Linked DNA regions of Mus musculus: region 1 is linked to region 2. The links are chromatin contacts, called in public promoter capture Hi-C maps. All regions are on one chromosome and are shown on one strand. The core of a region is the stretch at or near the end of the contact, and the rest is flanking DNA. Distances in the headings are between cores, read along the strand shown.

Region 1 (4,535 bases), core at 942-3,441, 1.7 Mb after region 2:
ACCTTGATTTTGAGACTAGTCTGGACTATCCGAGTGAGACCTGTTTCAAAACTAAACCAAATCCAAACTCAGATTCAGTGGACATGGGCACTCCTGCCTCTACAGTGAAGGCAGGACCTTGCCTGAGCCCCTTTGGAGCTCTTGGCCACCACCCATGTACCCCATGTACATGTGATCTTAACACAAGAACAGCTGGCCTGTTGTCAAGGCCACCAATGACAAACAAGGTGTTAAATCTGACAATCCCTGGAGGCAGTTGCCTGGTCCTTCAAGCTTCTCCTTAGCTGTCTTTGAAGTTGATTTTATATTTGGCCGCTACATCCGAAGCTGCACCTGCTTTCCCAGCTCGCTGCCTGCTTTGCTCCCCCATACAGCCTGTCATCACTGTGGTATAGATTTAGTTTTGTGGTGCTAGGGTTGGAATCTAGGGCTTTATGTACATAAGCCAAATGCGCGCGCTCTCTCTCTCTCTCTCTCAAGATTTTATATTAAAAACCCTCTTGTTCTATTAAAGCAAAACCATAGGTTCATAACACAGCAACATATTGGCAAATGAATGAATGAATGATTGCTGCCCACCCAGCAATGCTAGCCCACTCTGCTCTTCTCCTGGCCCAAGTCCAGCAGAATTAAGTCCAGCATGTCAGCATACCCAGCCAATGAGGCCAGGTCTCAGCTCACAGAAATATTTGAAGTCAAAGGAACCGAGGCGAGGGTTCAGCTCCCGTCCAAGAAAGAAGTCATACATGGAATTTCCTGGGGAACAACAGAAGGTGAAGGCACACCAGGTATGCATGCATCCCACCTACCTCATCCCTACCTCACTGGGACCCTTCTCACCTGAGTTTCCCCCAGGAGCCAGGGCTGAGGCAGGAGCTACCAAAGCCTTCGCATAGAGGAGGAGGCTGAAGATAAAGCTGGTGAGAGTGGTCGCAAAGGCCAAGGGCAGGAGCATTCCAGGGAGTGCCCCCAGGGGCAGCCCCACTGACACCCCCAGCCCCATCAACAGGGCTGTTAGCACCAGAGCCTGGAAGCCTGAACCACAGCACAGAGTGAGCCCTGGGGTGGCTTGCATACTTCCAAAGCCAACACACACACACACACACACACACACACACACACGCAGTTCTGGGAGAACATTGGCCATTGGCCTGGAGCTGAGTAGTAGCAAAAGAGGTAGATGCACGGCGAGGTTCCCATAAGGGCACAAACATGTCATCAGAGCTGGTCCATAAACCTCCCACCACCCTTGGAACCCACCCCAACCCATGTTAACTGCGATTCAGGGAGGGGGGGGAACCCCAGTCACCATTAATAGGGTAGCGCAGGCGACTCTTGTCCTTCAGTTCCAGGCCTTCGGCCACCTGCGGGTACAGGGCAGGTTTTATAAGAGCTGGGGATGACTTCCCAGGCTCCAGCCCTCCCTGCACCCTCCTCCCTGGTGTGTTAAAACAGATCACACACCTTGCGTGCAGGCAGCAAATAGAGCGCCACCTGCAGGCCGAGCCAGATGAACAATAGCAGCAGAGCCCATGGGCTCCACAGCTCCTCCAGCCCAGGCAGATAGGCCGGTAGGGCCAGGAGGCGCGCCGGGCCCGAGCGAGCCGCCAGGAGCAGGTGGAACATGGTGGCAGGCAGCAGGATCAGTAAAGCCGCGACGCCTGGAAAGAGGGCCACTGTGTAGCGTGACTGCTCCCAAGAGCTCTCTCAAGTCCTCGGGCGCCTTGAGTCACCTGCCTGCTTAGCAGTTTCCCAGCGCCATACTCCTATCTTAATTTTCATCTTGTTCCTCTGCCCTCTGGCATTCCCAAAGACCATCCTGCTCTCCCAACTGTCTTTCATTACACAAACTCCCCGCTGTGCTGCTGTCAGCACTCCCTCCTCTTCTGCAGACACCCCGACACCCGCGCACCGGATCCTTCTGCTCCGAGCCTTCTATAGAGCTCGTATCCTATCCTGCTCCCGTTAAGTGGCATCAGGTCAGCCTCCACCCCAAACCTTCCCATTTACCCAACGGCCCCCCGAATTCCAGTGGGGCCTGGGAGGCCTCACGAGAAGTCATGATCTCTGCTTTGCCGGGGAACAATGGTTCACAAAAGTCGATCAAGGAAACACAAACCGCCCCATGCCGGGTTATGGCTCTGCATCAGACACGGAGGTGGAAAAGCTGCTGCTCTTGTTCATTGATCTTTAAATGGACGCGCCCTCTGCCCACCCTGGGCCCAGCACAGTAGCCAATCAGCGCTGGGAGGCGGGCCCCATGCTGGCGCCTCAGAAGCTTCGGCACTGAAACCCAACCCGGGCGGGTCCCGCCCCTGCAGGCAAGAGGAAGGAGGAGGACACATAAGTTTATTAGAAGGATCCATGAACCCGCCAGCGGGGAAGGGCCTCTAGGATGAGAACAGGGCACAGGGAGGACAGGGCGATAGGGCTACTACGCGACTCGTTGGCAGATTCTAGCCGCGCTCGCAGATGACCTCGACAACACTAGGTTCCATGGGCACTGGGTCGGGACAGCGCAGAGCAGCTGAGGCTACTACTTCGTCCAGCAGCAGGTGCACTAGCTCCTCATCAGCCACAAAGCGCCACAAGTAAAGCTGCAGGAAGTGGCAGTCCACCTGCACCTGCTGCAGCCCAAAGCGCCCAAAGGTGCGTAGGCGCACACACTCCAGTAGTGTCTTCAAGCTGATCTTAATGATGCCAGTCAGCACCGACACCTGCAGGTGGACACAGGGATGCAGCTCAGGATTGCCGTCTTTTGGGGAGGAGGATACATCCAAATTCTGAGCAGAGGCAAGGGAGATAAAGACAGAAATTTCTAGGGCTCAGCTAAGAAGGGAACAATGCAATGTTGCCACCATAAAGGCGAGGGCAGGTAAACCCCGGTGGTCAGATCAGAGATGGGGCCTCATGAATACGATGGGCAGCAGTCACCACTGACTACAAAGTAAAATGGAGGAAAGATATTGCTGAGCTTGGGCTTCGGAGGGGCAGAGATCAAGATATGAGTGGGAACCCCCGATGACTAAAGACTAGTTTGGAGAGTAAAGTGTGGACAAGGTGGTTTTGCTCTGGACCTAGAGACAGAGATTACGTAAAGTGATCTTTAATTCTGCTCAGATGTGGTCCTAGGGCTCTCTGGGTTAGTGTGGGAGCCACCCTTCCCCTGGGATGTAGAGGAGAAGGTACTTCAGACCTTGTTGAATTCCACGGGGCTGAACACATCGATCCGTTCAGAGAACAGCTTCTGAATATTGCTCAGGAGGTTTGTGTCCATGGGAGCACTGGAAGGGGGAAAGAAAGAGTGAGAGGCCACTCTGCCCAGCCTCCCTCTTCTGTCTCTCAGGGAGGCTCCTAGCAGCCTGACCTGGGTGTGTAGCTGGGTGCATAGCGGCCCTGCTGCCGGGAGCTGCTGTACACAGAGAAAGTCCTTTTGCTTGAGTCACTGCTCTGGGCCTTCCGGACACCCTCTTCATACAGGAGCCCCACCTGGGGGAGAAAAGATGCGCTGCAAGGTCAGAGCATGGTTACTGACAAAACCTCCCCTCTCTGCTGGTTGAAGAATCCTAGGTATGGTCACCACCTACACAATCAGGGGAGTGGGAGCAAGGCAGGGAAAACCTAGTCTGAAACCCAGTTTTTAGCTCATCCCTGCTTCAGCTTTTTGGGTGACTTTGGGCCTGCACATCCCACAGGTATGAAATGAGGCTTCTAGTGGCACGACATGGGTACAGCCAGACCCCTTTTGTCTTGGTCCTTGGAATCCAGCATGCATTGGGGTTCCAGCAGCCGGCCTGTGGCAGCACCTGGACATCAATAGCTGTAGTGTCCTCCACCACACGCTTCATGACAGCACGCACGTTCCTAGGCTCCAGAGTACTGAGCCAGTCCCGGGTCTCCACACTCTTACGTAGCATCTGGGATATGACCAGGCCTTGCACCTTCACATAGTGAGTCAGCAGCCGCCGTGCTGTCTCTCTGGCCTCTGCACACAGTGTGCTCACGGGTGTAACGGGAGACTGGTCCTAAGTCACAAAAGCAGAGGACAAAGGTTGCAGGTATTAGAGACAGACCAGAAACCACCACCAATGAGGAGGTGAGCAAATCTTGGGAAACTGAGGCTGAGATGAGTGCAGACCACCAGTCTGGTTCCTGTGTTGACAGCATCATGCCCTTTCCCCTCTCCTGAGCCACTTCACCTGCACCAGAAACTGTTCATCAGTGAGTGTGAGGATGTAGGAGATGGTGGCTGTCTCATAATCCAGGCAGAGGCGAGAGAGCAGCAGGAGCAGGGCAGGCGGCGTGGCACCTCCCTTTTCTCCAGGGCTGTCACAGAAGCTCTGGGCTGTCTGGCACATGGAGCGGATGAAACCCACGATGAGGCCCTCACGAACTCCCTGGCTGCAGAACTCGCCCTGTGAAGGGAAGCCCAGATTTACCACGTCCTTTCTCATAGGATGGAGAGGCTCAGCAAAGTCAGAGCACAGGGCTATTCCTCCCTCTTTGCCTTAACCCTCCTCCACAGGCCACCCCAC
Region 2 (4,375 bases), core at 51-2,550:
CATCCACCTCAAGGTGGACAACTACAGAACAAATTTGAGAGTTGCAAACGGAGGCAAAAATACCATCTAATCTAGATGAGTAAATAATAAATGAAACGTCTCGATATATGGATACGGGTGAAACATCCATTAAATAAAGGCCGGTTGGCACGTCAATCAATCCACAACACCAAGCAAGGGTTTTCGTTTTTCTAAATATCTTTCTCCAGAATAATGGCTTCTAATTGGATATACAAATGTTTTTTTTCTCTCTTGTAAATATAATACGGCCACGTTAACAAAATCCTTTCAGAGGACCCGATGACATAGTTTGCGAGAGCAGTTCGTGGCACTGCCCTCCTCGGCCTCGGTCGCGAGGGACACAGTCTGCACCCCAGGGCCGGACAGCAAAGCGGTAAACCTCGACTGCTCCCCTAGGGAAAAGGCGTTCTGTGGCTCACCCCTTGCAAAGAAATAAAAACTTTACATTAAGTCTTTAGATAAGACCGGGAACCAAACTTCCCAGGGCGGGGGAGGGGGGAGGGGAAATCTCACCGAGGATTTTGTTCTTGAGTTCTTGTCCAAGAGAGAAGTAAAATTCCAAACACAGACAAAATAAAATCCCAAACGTCGTCTTCGGTATTTCTGTGTATTAACCCAGTATCCAGAGAAGGGTCAGAGCGACCCGGAAAAGAGGAAACAGTTACTGAATCAAACCTCCTCTTCTGGCTTTTACAGACTCCGCGTCCGAGGCGTCAGGGAAGCAAGACCACTCGGCTACTCCCCCAAGCTGGCGGTCAGCAGCCCCAGCCCGAGACCCGGGTCAACCGGGCCGCGGGAAACACCCTCCTCTCGGTACCCTCAGCCGGCCACAGCCGCTACCGAAGCCCAGGAACCGCGGCCGATCAGCTGAGACCCGCCCGGCCGACGCTCCCCGCGCCGCCCGGCCCCCCGGAACGCGGGCCCCGGCCCCGGGGGGCGGAGAGGGCGGGAGCAGCGAAGCGCCCTGACCGGGGGCCTTCGGCTGCCTTTGCGTCGTCCCCTGAGCCGGGGCTCCGCGCTGCGGGACGATCCCCCGTACACCCCCAGCTACTCCCCAGTAGCAGAGGAGGGACTCCGGGGGATGGGCCCCCTGACGTTGCCCTTCCACGCGAAGAGCCCACTGCCCGGGAGGGAAACAACCGCGACGGGCCCGGGAACTGGAAAGGTGCTCTGCGGCCCGCCGCCGCCGCCGCCGCCGCTGCCGGGGAGGGGTGTTGTTTCCCTCACACAGGAGGATCCGCTGAAGCAGCCGCCGCCATTTTGAACCCGTCAGATTCTCACATACACACAGCTCCTCCGGCCTCACTGCGCAGGCGCCCTCTCTTCACCACCACCCCCTCCCTCCCGTCGCCTCTCCACCCCCACCTCTTTCGAGCCTCCCTGCGCGTCTTACCGCTCTCCGGGACACACGTGAACGCGCACGCGTCACTCCCCCCACCCCACCCCGCCCCCTCTACCACGGACACACCGCCGGAGCGCGCACGCGCCGATTGCGTCGGCCTCGAATCGCCCGCGCCCCGCGACGCCGACGCGGTTCCCCGCCCTCCCCCCCTCGCGTCAGCCCGCACGCCCTCTGGCCGGCCTACCGCCCCCGCTCCCTGCCCGCCTCCTCTCAGGTCGCCGGCTCGACCGGGTGCCTGCGCCTGCGCGCCAGTCGCGAGCCTCCTCCGCGCGCGCTCTCTCTCTCCCCCACACCCGCACACAGACACACACGCACACACAGACGCGCGCGCGCGCGCACACACACACACACACACACACTCGCAACTTCGCCGGTGACCCCGCCCACCGCCGGCCAGCTGCGCCAGCCGCCCTCCCTCCCCCACTACTCTAGGGAGGGTTGTGACCCCCGACCCCCACAAAACACAGCACCCCGCCCCAAGCAGTAGGAAGCATCTCCCCTTCCCCTTCGAGCCACCTCTGCTGGGTGGTCAGACGGGTCACACAAACGTGGGCCAGACGGCCTGGGTCAGGGCAGCCGTTGGCCGCTTCAACGCGGGGTCCCCCGGGGTCATGCCATGGGAGCGGGCCAGAGCCGGGTGCTGTGCTCGGGTCTTGTCAGACCCAGGGAGTGCACGGAAAGAAGCGCCCTCCCGCCGGGCGCCCTCCCTCACGCGCCGGCCGGCCGAGGCCCACCTGCTCGCCATCCCGGAGTAGGCCCCTGCGCCCCCCGCTGCAGGGCCTGGCCGCCCTTAGCACGGGGGGAGCTCCTGTCCGTGCAGCGAACCGGTTTCGCCTCACCCACTCCTCGCCGCTCCGAAGGGGCAGGAACCGGTAGCAGTAGCATGTCTGTCCCGAGCTCTGTTCCCTCAGGGCAGCTCCAGACGCTTGACAAGGGAGTCCACAGGTGCTGTGCGCGACAGTGGGATCCACGACGGCTCAGGGGTGGCAGCAGCTAGCACACCCCACTGCGGGCCGCAGGCTCCCAGGGAGGTGGCCCAGGGAGCCCCTGCTGTTGGCCACGCTCAGGTTTCCGTAGCGCCGGTGCCCTCGGCGGCCCGGGTGGGACGTGACCCCGCCCCCGGCGAGTCGGGGCACCCCCCACGGAGAGGGGCGCGGGCCGCCCCTAACCCCAGGGCCGCGGCTTGCGAGGGAGGCCCAGCCGAGAAAATGTCTCCGGTTTGTGTGCGCAGCTTCGCGCGAGGGTCAGCGATGGGGCAGCGGCGGCCCAAGCTGCTCGGCCCTGCCGACGAACCGGCTCCCGCGGCTCGACAGCCGCCCGACGGGCAAGCGGGCTCCGGACGTCGACGGAGCCCAGCCAGAGGTAACAGCAATGCCATGCGAGCAGCCCAACTGCGCTCAGGGCAGTTCCCCAGCCAATCTCGTGCTTTGAGGCCCGTTTAAATTGTAAATCCCACAAAGGACGGTGGCCTGGACGCTACACATCCAAGTGCTTGAGGTTGGCACTTTCCCCTTGCTGACTGGTGTCACATTTTTTTCTCCCTGCCTTGGTTTCCAACTCTTCACCTTGATTCTGAAGAGTCTGGGTTGGAAGAGGAAGACTACCGTGGTAGAGCTATCATAATAACGTTCGTAAACAGCCTTCTAGGTCTTTTAGGAAGACGTTAGTGGCCGACAGTTGGAAAAAATGATACTTTCTTTTGCTATCACAGTTTGAACTGGGGTAAAGAAAGACACTCCTTAAATCCAAAGTATTACTTAATACAGCAAAAAGTTTTGCACACAGGATTTTAACAGACATTCTCTGCTGCTTTTCACATCTTTAGTAGACAAGAGAAAGAGCTTTGTGTTTCTAAACTCGTTTTAAAACTAAACAATGGGAATATAAGATTAAACGTGTGCATATTACTGTGATAGAGGTTCACAGCTCTGCAACTGCCAACAGAAACATCTCACAACAAAAGTGATTGGTTTGTATGGTCTCATTATCTTGCAGCCAGGCACTGAGCAAAGTCACTTTATTCTGATACCAGTTGCTTTTCAGACTTTTTAGAGCATTGCTTCGAAGAGTCACTGTCAGAAACTTTGCCAGATTGAAGGCCTCTTTTGGTGTTCCAGGCTATAGTAAAATATGTTTTAAACTAGTACTCTTACCCGTGTGGTGACTCACACTTGGGAGGCAATCCTAGGACTCCACAGAGGCTGAGGCAGGAAGAGTCCCATAAGTTAAAAGCCAACCTATGTGGATAATGAATTCAGGTCAGCTTGGCCTTACAGAGTGCAACCCTGTCTCAGAAAAAGGCGGTAGTCTTTTATATCCAGTGGCAGGTGTGGCCCCAAAGACATCAGGATTTTTGTAGCTATAAAACAAAAATCTCAACTACACTACAGTAGGGGAACTGACTAAACAATACTGTCTCTACAGGCTGGCTGCCATCTACCAAAGCAGATGGCCCATCGTATTACCCCAAATCATAGTGGCTCTGATGGGTAGGGGCAGATCTGGGAGGACTACTGTTTTGCCTTTAATCATTCCAGAAGTCTAGAACTGGGGCAGTTCCCCAAGAAGGCCACTAGACCTTTGAACTATGGAGCTAAAGAAAGAGGAGATAAGTGGTTTATGAGAAGGAAGAAAAAAAATCCTAGAAGCCTTGATAAAATGGTCCCTATCTGGAATCATCTGGTATCTTAATAAACTGTAAACTCATTTCAGCTTTTTATGCATATGTGTGTCAGTGTCTGTCTGCTTGCCCTCATAGTGCATACAAACCCAAATATGCGAGCCTATGTATGGAGGCAAGGTGTGTATCGGCTAGAGGACAACCTTGGGTAACATTCCTCAGGGACCATCTACCTTTTTCTTCTTTTAGAGACAAAGTCTCCCACTGACCTGGAACTCCCAAGTAGGTAAGCTGGCTGGCCAGGGTACGCTAAGGAAATATCTGTCTATGCC

What was found. Promoter capture Hi-C pulls out the DNA fragments that hold promoters and counts their contacts.
Region 1: a contact with region 2 is called in a promoter capture Hi-C map of liver, with 4 times the contacts expected there. The contact joins the promoter of Tm7sf2 here to the promoter of Kdm2a in region 2. A contact is called at or near these places in 1 of 39 promoter capture datasets (liver), 2 of 115 datasets of contacts at active chromatin or transcription factors (astrocytes and pancreatic cancer cells) and 2 of 9 other capture datasets (adipose tissue and liver).

Annotation. Positions count from the first base shown.
Region 1 is chr19:6,065,659-6,070,193 of GRCm38.p6, forward strand. Tm7sf2 (transmembrane 7 superfamily member 2) reads right to left here and starts at 2,192. Exons shown (of 10, transcript NM_028454.2): 1 at 2,011-2,192; 2 at 1,465-1,661; 3 at 1,310-1,364; 4 at 841-1,035; 5 at 653-756. The coding sequence starts at 2,062. It overlaps Vps51 (VPS51 GARP complex subunit), which reads right to left. Exons shown (of 10, transcript NM_001081041.1): 6 at 4,200-4,415; 7 at 3,807-4,025; 8 at 3,368-3,489; 9 at 3,197-3,284; 10 at 2,184-2,717. The coding sequence ends at 2,457.
Region 2 is chr19:4,395,777-4,400,151 of GRCm38.p6, forward strand. Kdm2a (lysine (K)-specific demethylase 2A) reads right to left here and starts at 1,301. Exons shown (of 21, transcript NM_001001984.2): 1 at 535-1,301. 9430078G10Rik (transcription initiation factor TFIID subunit 4) reads left to right here and starts at 108. Exons shown (of 3, transcript XM_030251152.1): 1 at 108-117; 2 at 554-1,674; 3 at 2,335-2,865. The coding sequence starts at 108. The coding sequence ends at 2,865.